3 separate regions of the Mus musculus genome follow, and all the other regions are linked to region 1. Evidence: chromatin contacts called from public HiChIP or PLAC-seq data. All regions are on one chromosome and are shown on one strand. Each heading gives the region's core, a stretch centred on a gene start, on an enhancer-like site or on the middle of the called end of the contact. The rest is flanking DNA. Distances are from core to core; before and after follow the strand shown. Region 1 overlaps Gm34799 (a long non-coding RNA gene). Region 2 overlaps Pacrg (PARK2 co-regulated). Region 3 overlaps Pacrg (PARK2 co-regulated).

Region 1 (4,862 bases), core at 1,339-3,838:
ATATGGAGATTGGAAGATGCAGTGTTGGCCATGTGAGCAGCCAGAGGCAGGAGAAGAGTCAAGCAGATGTACCCCTCGTGTCCACGTTCAGAGGCTGAAAGCCTGAAGAGTCTGTTTCCAGAGCGCGTCCCTCTCAGTGCCTGTCCTTCCCAAAGGCTTCCACTGCTGACCACTTGGAAGTGAAGCGACACGCCAATCACTCACTTGTCCACCAGTGCTTGTGGTTTCCCTTACGATTTTCTCAGGCTATTGGACCACTCTAGAGTAAAGCGGGTATAATTCAATCCTTTGGTCCCTGTTTCATTTTTGACAGTTGGGTCCTTGCCTGGAATGGTGCAGTTTTACTACTGATCTACCCTGCAGCTAAAATAATGAGGAAGTGTGGTAGGAAGAGTTTCCAACCAGGTCTATCTAATTATCTAGTTTTGACTTTCTTCTTCACAAATTCATTTTTAGCTGTTTCGGTTTTTGGTTTGTTCCTTCCAACAATATTTTTTTGACATTTTATTAACCACTAATTCTATGGCACTTAACTAGTTAACTGTTCTTGTTTGTTTGTTTTTGTTTTTGTTTGTTTTTAAAGTTTATTTTAATCCTTTTTTTTTTTTTTTGTGGCCACCTTTTTCTTTTTCTTGTGGCACATAGATGATTAGAACATCTTCCAAGCTTTTGACAGGTTTATACTTGGATCAAATTGTTCTAAAATTGTTGAGAGTCACCAAACTGTTGATCCTGTATTTGCAGTGTACTCAGATTGAAAACGGGATGTGTGGTTTGGGCATGCTCAGGACCTTTGCAATCCTGCACCCCTCCCCCCCTAGCACACAGTGTATTTAAGAGTCAAGGACAGCCCCAGAGGCACAAAGATAAAAGTGACAGAATTATTTACCTTCAACCTTTTGTCTGAAATGACAGAACAGGTCCAGTAGCACGGATAATAAATAACCAAGTTGGAATTTACAGTTTTTCAGGTTAACATAACTAAAATGCCCATAATTTAGAGAAAGATTCCTGTGCATTTTTTCCATGTCAGCAGCAACCATGATCCAAATTATAAACTAAAGAATTTAAAAAGCGTCATGTCCAGGCTTTACTGCCCTAACCAATTTCTTGATAGCGTACCCCAAACCATCATGGATGTTTCTCTCAGTAGAATGTCTTTCTTTACTCTCGTATGCAATATTCAGTAGGCTGCACACATTTAATCATGTAAAATCCATAAGAAATTTAAATGCTTTGAAGTTCATATGGCCACACGGAGGCTTATGACTTGGGGCCCTGAGAAGAAATTCCATTTTTGCATGGCAATAAGAGAAAAGATGATGTCGGCTCCAGAGGCTTGGGGCTTCTGTGTGTTACTTCTGGAAACAGAATCCGTCTAGGATATAAAGAAGGCCCTGGGGCCTCTTCCTGTCCCTTCTGTCCTTCCTTTCTTGATCCAGAGACTTCTTTTGCTGTGTGTCCCAGGTGTTCACTGTGAAGGTTCTGAGCCAGAAATGATAAAGCCATAAGAATAAAGGAAGTAGTGGGGTGGGGAGTGGGGTCGGAGGTGGGGAGAATGAAGTCACAAACAAAACTCCAAGGCCTAAGAAAGAGTAAAAATATGGGGTGGGTTTCGAAATGTCACTGAGCACACAAGTCTCAGTTATGTTAAACAGCTAAAATTCATGGTCACACCCCTACACTCTTGCAGAGTGTTCCCAGGAATTTTATTTTTATTTTTTGGTTTTCGAGAGAGGGTTTCTCTGTATAGCCCTGGCTGTCCTGGAACTCACTTTGTAGACCAGGCTGGTTATTTTTAAGAGTCTTAAAATTTAAATGCACAATTACTTTGCTCGTGGAGGAGGTTAACAACCCCCAAATGCCTTTAGCCACATGTTTAAACAAATCCTAATTCATGCTGAGAGACAGAGTTCAAGCAAGACTGAGTGCACAATCCTTACTTAGTCACGTTATTTTGTGTTTTAACAAAGTGCCCTGGACCTGGAGTGTGTAAACCTGTCTAGTCGCTTGGATCTGCCCATCCTAGGCCCCTCTGGGCTTCTCTGAGCTGCGTATGGACCTGATTCCAAGAACCATTTGCCCACGTGACACAGTAGCTCCGCACCCTGAAGCCTTGAGCTGTGTCACTCTGCCACCTCGGAGCCAGGAATGGTGGGTCCTACATGTAGTCACCTGAAGTGTGCCCTCAAATTTTGCCAGCATGTCTGTTGGGCTGATATTTAGAGCACTTTCTATTTGCAATGTGTGAGCTGGACTGACTGTGCGGAACAGTTGCTTGCTTTGAGCCCACAGTTACTACCACGGTGCTGTAAACTTGAAAGACTTATGCTTGGTCGCGTTCCCTCTACTGCACCCCTACCTCCAAGCTGGGTTTGCCCAGCTAGGGACTGGCAAGTGGCAAGCATGCTCTTCACATGAGCTCTGTGGCTATCTCTCCCCTTTATCCAGTGTTGTTATTTGAGTGCCTCGTAATTAGCTGCTAGAAATAGCTCCCATGTGGCCTTGCTTGGGCGAGGTATGCCTGCGGGAGTGAACGTTCCTCTCCTGGCCTCTGTTGAAATCACATTCCCAGGGAAGAGGCGGGGCTGAGAATGAGCCCCAGTGAATGTTGCCCTTGTAGGAGACTGAGTACTTACATTACACAGTGTTCTCTCCACCCTTGACCTCTGCTAGTAGTTCATGGCAAGCACCCAGGGCTCACTCCGAGAATATGAAAAGTCAGTACAAATACAACCCAAGAAAGAGACAATGGCATCTTCACGTAATGTTGATATTTAGTGTGGACAAAGCGATTCACATTCTTAGAATCTTCAGCACAGGATCAACTGGAAACTTGAGCGTAGACTATTTGTTTTATTTATAGACAGAGTTATGGTGTTTCAATAGAGGAATGGCACCCGCCTGACAGCCTCCCCTCATGACTTGCGTCTCGCGCCTGTGTTTTGTGCATTACACGTAAAGCCTCTTAGGGCTGGGAAGGGAATAAGTTGTTCCACTCTCTTGCAAATGTCATCATTCATTAGCCACTTGCACCTGTCTGGTGGCAGTCTCTCTCCCAGTGGGGATGTGAGCCCCTTCTAGAAGCTATCATCCTCTGAAATAAAGCAAGAACGAGAAGCGGCCTGTGTGAACTTTCTACTTTGCAGCTTTGGGCTGGCATGGCTACTTACTTTCTTTCTAATCATTCTTGCTCAGAGTGGTGCCTCCCAAACTCTGAACCAAATATTTTTATTTAGTTACAATTCAAACTGTAAGTAAAGGGCTTTTGATTTTGCAGGGGAGAAAGAGTGGGGGGGTGAAGATAAAAGTATTTGAGGAAAAAGTCATCTAGATCACATGTCTACCAGAATACAGCTTCCTCCAACCACCACCATCACCCTAATTGTAGAAATCGGTTTCGCAAAGTTCAGTCTGTCATCTCAGGAGAACTAATTCATTTCCATTTACCTCTAACTTTACTCTCACGTTTTCTCTTTCCTACATTAGTTTCTTTAATGGAAAACTGGCACTTGTGAGTTATCAACCATTTAGGAAAATCATTAAATCTCTCAGTATTTTTAATGTGAGGCCTATCTTTTGATGTTATTTCATAAAAAATACTCTTTGCTTCCTTGTGTATTACCACACCCACCCCTTTGGATTCGCTTGGTTAGATATAAAATAGCGCACAGGATAAGACCTAATAATAAGATTTTGTCACAGATTATCCTCATGGTAACATTCCTGAACCATGACCACACATTTATGCTGCACTGTCCTAGTGGCCAGGCTATGTGACTGGCTTGTTATTTGTGTAGCCATCTTAACCTTGAACTGTCTTCTAGCATTTCATAGTCTGTGCTGGGGGACAGAGCCCCCTGCTGGAAGTGTTGGGGGCTTGCCTTCGCGCTGGAGCCAAAGACCCCTCCCAAAGACTGGAGTTCAGCAGGCAGCAAGCACAACCAATGTCGTAAAAAGTGTGTGGCTGGCTTCAGTGGACGGTACAAATCAATATAATCTGGATTGTTGGTTCAAAAACATATCCCTTCCTTTTGAAAGCTTTCTGAGAAAGAAAAACATAGGTCCATTTAAACCGATCATCCTTCATTTGGTTCATTAGTGATTCCTAGGAAATTATTCTTTATGTTGATAGTAGTCTTGAATAAAAGGGTTTTCTTATAGGTAAATGCTAGAAATGGTGGATCCAGTATAATGAAGTGTAGCTTTTTAACGTATTTGAGCTTCTCAGGGTTGGCCAAGTGAAACCATTTTCAACTAACACTTTTCTCTCAATTTGTTTGGCTGTGGACTTTTATCTTTTTCCAGTATTCTTTTTTAAAATTACCTGTTGGTGTTTTTTTTTGTTTACTTTTTGTGTGTTCTTGCTTTCTTGATACTTTACATCAGATTTGGAGCCATCCGGGTTTTATGAAGATCATTTCTCCTTAGTGCCCCAGCACATTCTTTAGCAACGTGAAGTTTTGGTAAACATGGCTTAAGAATTGTCCATGTTTTGAGCTCACGGGGAACCAAGTCCTTATTCTGTGTATAGGAGGGCACTGTCACCCAGCTGTGGGGCCCAGCTCCTCCGAGAAAGTCAAGAAGGCACCACTGTGTTCACGATCCTGATGGCTTCCTACTTAAAATGTCTTCTTCCTCGGGGGCTATGGCTAGGCACATAATCACTTTGCAAGCTTGATAACAATAACGGGGAGATTCTCCCTAGAAGGCACGGGAAATGTCACGGGAAGGTGCTATTTCTGCTTGGTTTCTGTTTGAAATATTCGCACAGCTTTGACTGCTCAGATTGTATTTTAGTCTCTAAGCTCCCTTGCCTGACCCAGTCTGGCCATTTCTCTATTGTGGCTTTCTACTTCCTG
Region 2 (4,862 bases), core at 824-3,323, 580 kb before region 1:
ATCTTTCACACTTAGACCCCCAAGCATCACCAAGAATCTCAGAGCCGAGATGGGAGCCTGGTCCTTTTTCTTATCAGCTTTCAATGTAAGAAACTAATTTCTCCCTACAAAATCAAAATATAAGACTGTCAGGATCCATTATTATCTGCTTTGGAGAGAGTGGATGAATTAATATCCATAATCTTTTTTTCTGCAATAAAAGCAAGAATGGCTGCTCACAGCATCCAATGCCGTAGAATACCAAGTGAGTCTCCAAGTGTCTCAGAAAAGGCAAGCTCTCAATCTGTGGGTACCATATGGAAGCGCCTGAGAAGGAGTTGGGACTCGGGCTGCAAAAGCTGTCGGCATGAGCAAGCATATGGAAGTGGCCTGTTTGGGGCCACAGACCGTAGGCACTGCTTCCATGCCTTCTTGCTGTGTCTAACATGTTGCCACCATCTACACGAACAAAACTTAATCACCCATGTGAATTCATTGTCCTTAAACTGGCAGTGTCCCATTCACACACTGGCTTACATTATGCCGTCCAGCCTAAAAATTAATTTTGCTTTATTTTCCACATAAAGCAAATAGTCTGTATGCAACAGTGCAGTGTCTGCTCTCAGACTAGCTCTGGGCTTTTCACTTTATTCTTATTTTATTTTATCTTCTTGCAACCTGATAAGGTGTGGTCCAAAAAGGAGGTGAAACCAGTATGGATTCATCAATTTTGTCAAAAAAACTCCTGACACATAAGCAAGCACATACTTCATTTAACTATTTCTAGTATGCTGGTTGGCTTAAAGGTGATAGACCTAGTTGGGACTTCGATGTTTTGGGTGTGGCTTCTTAGAATTTTAATGTAGTGCCTCCCAAAAAGAAATGCTAAAACACTGTTCATAATTCCCCAAATCATGTTTTCTTTGTGTAGGAGAAAATGTGAACAATATTGGGAAAAGGTACAGTTCTCTACACAGATGTCATGGGTCTAAATATTATAAATAACCCCCTCAGAGCACATGAGTTAGCTTCTCCTAGAATCGGTGTCACTTCACTGACAAGAGATAGAGAAGCAACACATGCCCCTTCCCAAAAATATCTAGCCAGTGCCTAATGCCAGATTGTCAAGTAGAAAGTCTGTCCAGCAGTGAGACGGAGGTCGTTCTCCTAATCTGTCCTGCATTCCCCTGCACTCTAAAAGGAGATCCACCAGGCCAGGACAGGCAAGTTGGCTCTACACGTAGCTGCAAATAGAAGCAGGGCTCAAGCCATCCATAGCTCGACTCACTTACTAAATAAGGATGAAACAATACCGGGTTCACTTCTCTGACACATTCCCCTGTCTACGACGAGGGCTGGGTGGAGAGAGCAGGGAAGTCCACAGTGCACTATTGTTAGCCTTTATCAAGAAACATGACAAATGACCCTGAAATGGAGCCTCTTATCACCCAAACCTCTCCACAGCCTGCACAAGGAGCAGCTGCAGTCCATCTAACCAGGTTAACATGACAGTTGCCTCACCAAAGAGGTCCAAAGACAGACTTAGGTGGATATGGTTTCAAGTAGCTGTGAGCTGACTCCACATTTTATGTTTCATTAATCAATTCCTCAGTCTATAATAAGAAAAACTAAAAGGGGAGGCTAGCTATGAAGTAGAAATGGAATGATACAAACAACCAATAATTGTTAATATTGATAAGGCTGTGCTCCAGGGATTAGCTAATTTCACGGAAGCAAACAGCACAAAATGAGACGCTGGCCGCACAGTGTTTATTATGAAAGGTATAATGACCATACTGTGTCCCTTCATTTCCTTCACATTGATCTTTTTCATTATGTGTGAATAAATGTACGCTAACCTAAGTAAGGCTCCAGCACATTCAAGCCATCATTCGATATGAAGCAACCCAAAGCAAAGGAAGGACTGAGTTGCAAGTTAGCCATGGAAAAAATGCTCACAACTGTCCCTCCTGTCTAAAACATACAAACACGCCTTCACGTTTCTCATTTAGAGAAAGTCAGAAGTCAGCAGTTAGCAGGGCTGAGGTGGCTGGTTGAAATCAGCAATCCATTCCATGAGAAATGTGCCATGTCCCTGAGCGAAGTCTCCTCTGGCATCCAGCCCACATGCCTATTGGAGGACCTTGGCTCTGCAGCCAGGCCTGAGTCACTCAGTTGTTGGCAAATGTTCCCCATAGGACCACCATCACGGCAGCCATGCTCGCTGAGGTCATTGGTGTCACAGCTCAATCTTCCATGTAGTTTTAAGATCTCATTGAAGATACCAGAGCAGTCGGAGAGGCAGCAAACAGACCCAGAAGAGCAGAGCATGCACACATGGTGTGGAATCTGTCCTGCTTTAGTGGAATACACCTGTGGCGGAATACAGACCTTTCAAAGTACCTGCAAGCGAACCACACAAGAATTTGAGAGAGCTTTGTGCCAATGTTTTGTCTATGGTACAATGGACAGTGCCCTTCAAGAACGGAACACAGTGCCCATGACACAGGAGTCTTCAGTCACTCTTGAATATGAAGAAAAGACAACCCGCTGGAAATATGAGAGACCCCCAGGAAGGGCAGAGCACTTGCTGAGGACTTACCTGTCCTGATCAGGGAGGCTTGAACCCTTCCTAAGGTGGACCGTGTATGCCACAGGGACATGTTGGAGAGAGGACACTGGCTACTACACTTTAAACAGCCATCAAGTGTCCAGATCCCAGTTGTGAGTTGAGTTGGGGCCTCTCAATCAGTGTGTGTGTGTGTGTGTGTGTGTGTGTTCCTCCTTGCACTATGAATAAAGTAATTGGCTTGTGCTCTTGATACAACCTTAAATTTCTGAAAGAAAAAATAAGAATTTCCCCTTATTATAATGACAAAGGAATATTAAATGAACATGAACATCAACTATCTGGATCCTGGACTAGCCACATGGGAAGAGAAGTAATCCATCCCAGGGCAGGTCTCCCAGGCCCGGGAAGTTTTATGCCCCATTTAATCAGACCTTAAAGGGATCCAAAGTTTCATAAAATGTGAAAATGTCTCCCTTTGAGTAAGAGTGACTTAATAAACGTCTCCCTCACTCCACTGGAGTCCTCTTTAAGGATGCTAATTTTTTCCCTCCTGGTCCTATAAGATAGGTTCTAACCAGAGACTGATCCAGTTCTTTTAAATTCCCTTGGCTCAACATGGCCATATGACAGCAACAGTTAGAATTGACCTTTTTCTGACAGAGTTTGAAATTCTCCTCCAGGCAGTGTGGTGATTCTTTAATGTTCATGTGCAAATTACCAACTGCCACACATTTCACAGGAATGTTCCAGAAGCCTGTGTTCATCTGTAGCACTGGTTCAATGAAAACATCCATTCTTGGTTTCAGATGTACTTCCCCAAGATAAAGACACTGTCATAGAGAGTAAGGGGACAGACTCCAGAGGTCTATCAAAGCAGTGTTAATGTTTGTAAAAAGAGAAAACTTGCTATGATTCTCAGCACAATTGCACGTAGCACAATGATCGACAGAAACGTTATCCTTGTATAATATTTCTTACAGCAGTGAGAGGTAGCATCCTCATGTCCCCTGGAAGAGATACCTTGTAAAGCAGTTCAAATGCTTGAATATCTTGGCTTTGCAGTCCTCCCAAGCTTGGTCCAAAATTACAAAAACTAAGGAAATATCTGCCATAAACCTGGGAAAGGCATGTATATGCACTGTTCTGGTCCCCAACAATTAGTCCAAAGCCACCAGGTGGGCTGGCAGTCAGGATCTCCATGTAGTATAGAGCACTGTGGTAACATAGCGAGGGATTTCAGAGGGCATGTGTGTGGTAAGAAAGCAGTACCATGCATGACTCTGTGATGGACATTAACACACTGGAGGCAAGAGCATCAAATATGGCACATTAGAATGCAGAAAGACAGAAAATCAGAACAAACCTTGTCACGCTGGCCTGGACCTGGGGATACTGGGTACTGGTGTGCACTCATGATTTGTAATGCACATACAGAAATAAGCATGGCTATCACTATGTCCATGTCTTGCCTCTGCCCCGAGAGAACCTAGGGTCAGAAAATGCAGTAGCAGTGAGCACATCTAGTAACTGGATTTTTGGCCTCCAAGTACCATCTTCTCCACAAAAGGACTAGTGTTCCTTGGAGAAATGTTTGGAGTATGACCCAGGCAGGAAAAGCCCAGGGAGAATCTAGACTAGAGCATGCCCAGATGAGGGAAAGCGCTTAGAGAGCAGCAGGGAAGTGGAGAGCAAGAGACAAGGTGCCAGCCTGTGGCACTTTGTATGAGAACGGCCAGCACACATGTCTGAATGCTTGCTTCGCAGTTGCTAGAACTATTTGGGAAGGATTAGGACATGTGGCCTTGTTGGAGGAGGTGGGGTTTGAGGTTTCAGAAAAGCCCATGCCATTCCCATTTATCATTCCCTGCCTTGTAGTCATTGTCTCTAGCTGTGCCCTCTCGGCTACTGCTCTAGCACCATGCCTGTCCTCCTGTCGCTGTGCTCCCACCGGGATGGGCATGGACTTTAACCATCTGAAAGTGTGAGCCCCAATAAACTCTTTATTTTATAAGTTGCCTTGCCCATGGCATCTCATCATAGCAATAGAAATTAAGATATGTACTAAATTTTACATTATTTGGGTCTAACTCTGGTCTCAGTTCTGTGCTTTGCTGGTTTTCTTCCAGTATCAAACCTCTGATCATTAACATCTGCCTTTTTGTCATCAGCGTTTGTTTTTCCTGTTGCTGTGCTAACATATCCTGACAAAAGCATCTTCAGGGAGGAAGGGTCTATTCTGGCTCACAGAGTAAGGTATGGGCCATGAAGGCAGCAGGGCAGGAAGCAGCTGCCCATAATGAATCTTCAGCCA
Region 3 (4,862 bases), core at 1,563-4,062, 520 kb before region 1:
TTTGCCCACCAGTCAGAATAACAATGGTGTCTGTGCATTCATAGACAATGCAGTCTAAAGATACCTACATAGTCTTGAGTGAAGACAATGAATTGTACAAGGTAGGCCCGGAAGACAGAAATTGTGGACAGGCAACTTCCTGGCCTCTGGGGTGACAGCAGACACACATTTTCTCCTTGTGACACTAGGCTGGCTGTGTGGCTGCTATACTTGCTACCCTGCACTGTTGTGCAAGGTTTCCTATGGTAGACTGTCTAGGCTCCCAAGACTCCATCACTGGCACTCACTGGCACTGACTCTCTGACCTGTAAAAATGCAAACAATTGATCCAGACCTAAGGAGCCACAGCCATACAGCAAGCCCTTGAGCAGTAGTAAGTCTCGGGCACAGGAGTGTGGGAACAGGGTTCCCCAGTGAAGGATGCTTCTAGGGCTGGGACTGAGCAGAATAGCTCAGGTAGAGGCCATGGACAGTTGAACAACAGTAGATCCCTGCTGAGAGACTGTGAGAAAAGGCCAAGATGACTGGTGAGCCTCGTCTGTGTCTCCACATACATCCTGATGGGGCTTGTAATTGTCCTGATCTGACTTGACAGGTCATGAGGCATAATAACTGCCCAACCGCTGTGCTCATCTGCCAGGCCATTCTATCCTCAGAGCCATGAGCCTGCTCTGCAAGTGACTCTAGGCATGACGGAAGAGTTGGTTCAGACACCCAGGTCAAAGTAGCAATCCGTGTACAGGCAGAGATCTTAATGGTGCTATATGAAGTGGGATTGTATCTTCTCAAGTTGACCTTATCTCAGAGATGGGACAGAGACTCAGGCTCATACCCTCCCCATCTGGACATCTCTCCCTCTTGTTGTCCACATCAGGCAAGGTCCGTCTTCCCCAACCCATCTCATTGTCTTACATAAAATTAGATTTACAGTATGACTATTAACAGCCACTTAGCTATCTCTCCTCAAAAACAATAAAGAAGGGAATCGTTTTGCAGGCACTAAGCCCCCACAGGAATGCCACAAGATGCTATCTGAATAATTTGAGGCCCCCACATCATGGTCATGATGAAAGGAAACTCCACATTTTCCAGTTGATTTGCTAGAATGGCAACTCTCAGAGAGAAGCAGCAATAGAGGAAATAACAATAGCAAAACATGTTCCTGAGATTCGAAAAGTCAAGACTTAGTGATGGCACAGCACAGAACTATTGACTTTCATCTACCCAATCCTGCCTGCCACAGTGGGAAAACAAGGTCATTCACTTAGACACCAGGACTGCCGAGGGTCTGGAGGAAGAGGAGGAAATTACTGAGTATAAGCTTAAGCTAGAAACTATTGACACGTGAAATCCTCCCGTCAGGGACCATGACTACCTGGGCTGCAGACAATCTGCAGCTTAGTGACAGTGTGTCCTGTAGGTGATCACACATGTCCTGACCCCACTGCTCTTGACTCCATCATGATCCAACGCCATGTTTTAACATCACTGTGACCCTCTGAAGTGGTAGAATGAGCCTCTTTTATCAAACACTAGGGTAAAATGTAGACTACACAGTGCTCACTGGGGTCTCTCCCTGCCCATTCAAGAGGAAAGTTACATTATGGATAATCTGCCGTGATGAAGGAGTAGTGTGCATGCAGTTATAATGACCAACATGTTTCAATGGGCTTTGATAGCGCTAAAGACACAACCTGCAGACTCTTACTCCTCACTGCCTCCATCCTGTGGATATAGCATCAAGGCTGTTTCTGTCAGAGCGAATTGGTAGCAGGCTATGCAGGGTCAACAGCAAGTCGGCCTGCATCCTCTTGACTGTCCCCCAAACCATCGTTTTGTTACTGTGCTGTCTCTGTCCCCACTCATCTGGACAGAGTCCTGATTCAGAAAAAAAAGCAACCGGGTATGCTAAACTCAAGAATTTCAGGAGATAAAAATGTAAGCCAGGCAAACAAACATTCTTTTTTCAAAAGTCTCACACGTCAGCATGTTCCACTTATCAGCACTTCCAACAAGCTCTGGTGTCCATTCTTGTGCAAATCCAACTTTGCTCTGGCAAATTAAATGGTCACATATTAATTTTCCTTTACAGTCTCTCTCTCTCTCTCTCTCTCTCTCTCTCTCTGTGTGTGTGTGTGTGTGTGTGTATGTGTGTCTGTCTGTCTGTCTGTCTGTCTGTCTGTCTGTCTGTCTCTGTGTGTCTGTATGCATGCATGTCCTCAAGAAGTTTTGATTAGACTCAGCAGAGCTGCAGACACTGGTGAGTCCAATCAAAACTTTGGACACTGGTGAGTCCGTTGCTATGCAAGCCCCAGACACTTGGTGAATGTCCCTTGCCACATTTAACTTACCTACGTGAAAGCTGATAAAAGTTGATCGCCAGAGCTTTGAAAGATAGTTCAAGGTTATTTTTAACTGAGACACTTAGGAATGGCTAGAGGGTGTTAGCTCTGTCCCGTTTACAGCACTTAGCTCAGTTTAGCACAGCAGATTGCTTTGATTTGTTCATTAAATATATAATTTTTTTGCATTAATTGAGCTCATTTGATGAGAACTATTCCCACTCTATAAAATTTCTGGCTAATGGCTTGGAAATCTATTCAAATTCTGTACTCATAAATTCATTTCAGAACTTTCAAAGAGTAGATCTTTCAGGCAAGCTGAGATGTAGCCCGCATATCCAAGCAAAGCCTAACCTATAGAAAGACTGGGGCAGCACAACACGGCTTCTTCGTGCCAGCACAATCACGGAGAGCATTTATTTAATTTTTTAAAGTAGAACAAATCGTGCATCACACCATACAAGTCTTTAGCTCTGGGCTTTGTGCCTGGAGGCAGGCTGTCACCTGCAGATTCCCTCACACGGCACCCTTATACAGGGTACAAGATGGCTTGGGAGCTGAGATCATTATGTAAATGAACGCTTCTTCTACATTTATTTGTCTGTGTGTGCACATGTGGGTGCACACGTGCTCTCTCTCTCTCTCTCTCTCTCTCTCTCTCACACACACACACACACACACACACACACACGGAAACCCAAGAACAACCACCCAGTTCCATTCCAAAGGTGCCATCTACTTTTTTGCTTTTTATTCTTTTAGGGACAGGGTCTCTCACATGCCTGGGGCTCACAAAGCAGGCTCAGCTGCCTGATGAGCCTCAGGGATCCACCTATATCTCTGTCTCCTCAAGGTCGGAACTGCAAGAGCATGCCACCATACCTGGCTCTTTTGAGTGGGTTCTGGATGGGGCAGGTTGGGAGGATGCTTTGGCCCTCATGCTTGGAAGGATGGACTTTAGCAATGAAGCTCTTTGTCCAGCACTAGACAAAAGTTGTAAGGACCATAACATGTGAAATCAAATTTTGGAGAACTCAGACTACTACTTGATTTGAGAATAGCATCTTTTAGAAAGCCTCAGTTACAGAAAAGAAAACAAAACCACAAGACTAAGAAGTGGTGGTTGTGTTGTGGTGTTGTGTTGAAACGGAAGGTGGTGCTAACCTTTGCCATGCAGGCTCACCTAGACAGTCCACAGGCAGCTAAAATTATCCCAGCAACTTTGCAACATTCCCGAGTAGGCTTCTGTAAGTTCTTCCAAACAAAAAAAGCATTTGTGTTAGTCTTTATCAAGATGACAAGAAATGACCAAGTATCTCCGAGAGAAATTTAATCAAGCTAAACTTAAATATTAATTACAAGCTCCATGCAGATCTAAGTTTTCTGGAGCAAAGGCTGCTAACAAAGTCACTGGGATAATCAAACTTTTCCCTTTGGAAAAGGAGAGATTGTTCAGTGGTTGTTTGGCCTTCTCCTTCCACCTGGAGATTACGCATAGCATGGGAGTGTCCTGCTGAGCATCTCATAGGAAGACCATGGCCTCCCCATCTTCATGAAGACTGGAAAGCTTGAATGTGATTCAGAAAGGTCACCAACACTTGTGACTTTCCTGTGGCCTTCTGTGTCTGTTTTGAAAGCTGTTGAAAGGCCAGTATGCCCCCTTAGAAGGTCCCTACTTCTCAGCTTCCCGCCTGATCCTCTAGGCAAGCCTCGCCAAGCAGCCACAATCTCCCCCATTTACACCAAAAGCCCCAGACGTCCCTCATCTGTGAGTAAGACACATAAACCCTAATAAGTTCTCATAAGGATGAGAAGATTAAATGTGAAACTAACGTTGCAGTTCCCCACGGGTTGACCATGGATCCTCAGCACTGAAAAAAAGTGCTTGAGACCCCTGACTTTGTCATCCTGCTCATGATGAAGGAAAGCGAGCATGACCACCCCTCTCACAGGCATGATGCCATGTGCTGGTGCCCCCCATGGGAGATGCTGGGCAATCCAGCTGCATCGAATCCAGTACCTGCTGGCATCGAGTCCAGTACCTGCTGGCTGCCTTCCTCACCTGGCGCCTCCCTGGAGTCAAGGCGCCTACTCTATGGGGCTGACACCCCGCTGTACTGGGGAGGCAGTGTTCTGCACCCTTCCAGCCCTCCTGTGGTGACAAGTGACACCCCTCTTTCTTCCTTCTCACACATAACAGGGTCCTGCTCTATCCCCCCCTTTCAGTACCATACCATCACCTACGGCTTACGTCACTTTGATTGTCCAACCCGCCTGGACATGGCTTCTCCTTTCCTTGGAGGGAAGAGAGAGTAGTCTTTGGCTCATACAGCTATTGTTTCACAAGACCTTTGCTGCCTAAGAGGCCCTGTGCTCTTGCTGTCGTGACTCCATCCTGAGGCAGCAAGTGCTCAGCAGATGTAGAGAATTCGTAATGCTCTGCATCTTTCTTGATGCATCTGCTCACTAGATCATAGAGAGATCAGTTCTCACCTCAAAAGCCTTCACTCTGCCCCTTCC

The links. HiChIP or PLAC-seq counts read pairs in DNA pulled down with a chosen protein or histone mark.
Region 2: an H3K27ac HiChIP or PLAC-seq map of cardiomyocytes shows a contact between it and region 1, with 5 times the contacts expected there. The contact joins two enhancer-like sites. A contact is called at or near these places in 2 of 484 Hi-C or Micro-C datasets (bone marrow-derived macrophages and cardiomyocytes) and 4 of 115 datasets of contacts at active chromatin or transcription factors (cardiomyocytes, extraembryonic endoderm stem cells, heart atrium and 1 more).
Region 3: a contact with region 1 is called in an H3K27ac HiChIP or PLAC-seq map of heart atrium, with 6 read pairs. The contact joins two enhancer-like sites. A contact is called at or near these places in 2 of 115 datasets of contacts at active chromatin or transcription factors (embryonic stem cells and heart atrium) and 1 of 9 other capture datasets (embryonic stem cells).

What each region holds. Positions count from the first base shown.
Region 1 is chr17:9,893,122-9,897,983 of GRCm38.p6, reverse strand. The region is part of intron 1 of Gm34799 (a long non-coding RNA gene); the gene reads left to right. Among named protein-coding and RNA genes, the nearest start is that of Gm34799, 11 kb to the left of the region's middle. Within about 2 kb of position 2,588, at least 62 of the 459 cell types and tissues checked have an H3K27ac peak or open chromatin away from gene starts, as enhancers often do. A contact at or near this core is called in cardiomyocytes and heart atrium, where this site is marked.
Region 2 is chr17:10,470,627-10,475,488 of GRCm38.p6, reverse strand. All of the region lies in intron 4 of Pacrg (PARK2 co-regulated), which reads left to right. All of the region lies in intron 1 of A230009B12Rik (RIKEN cDNA A230009B12 gene), which reads right to left. Among named protein-coding and RNA genes, the nearest start is that of A230009B12Rik, 17 kb to the right of the region's middle. Within about 2 kb of position 2,073, at least 15 of the 459 cell types and tissues checked have an H3K27ac peak or open chromatin away from gene starts, as enhancers often do. A contact at or near this core is called in cardiomyocytes and heart atrium, where this site is marked.
Region 3 is chr17:10,412,046-10,416,907 of GRCm38.p6, reverse strand. All of the region lies in intron 4 of Pacrg (PARK2 co-regulated), which reads left to right. Among named protein-coding and RNA genes, the nearest start is that of A230009B12Rik, 42 kb to the left of the region's middle. Within about 2 kb of position 2,812, at least 7 of the 459 cell types and tissues checked have an H3K27ac peak or open chromatin away from gene starts, as enhancers often do. A contact at or near this core is called in heart atrium, where this site is marked.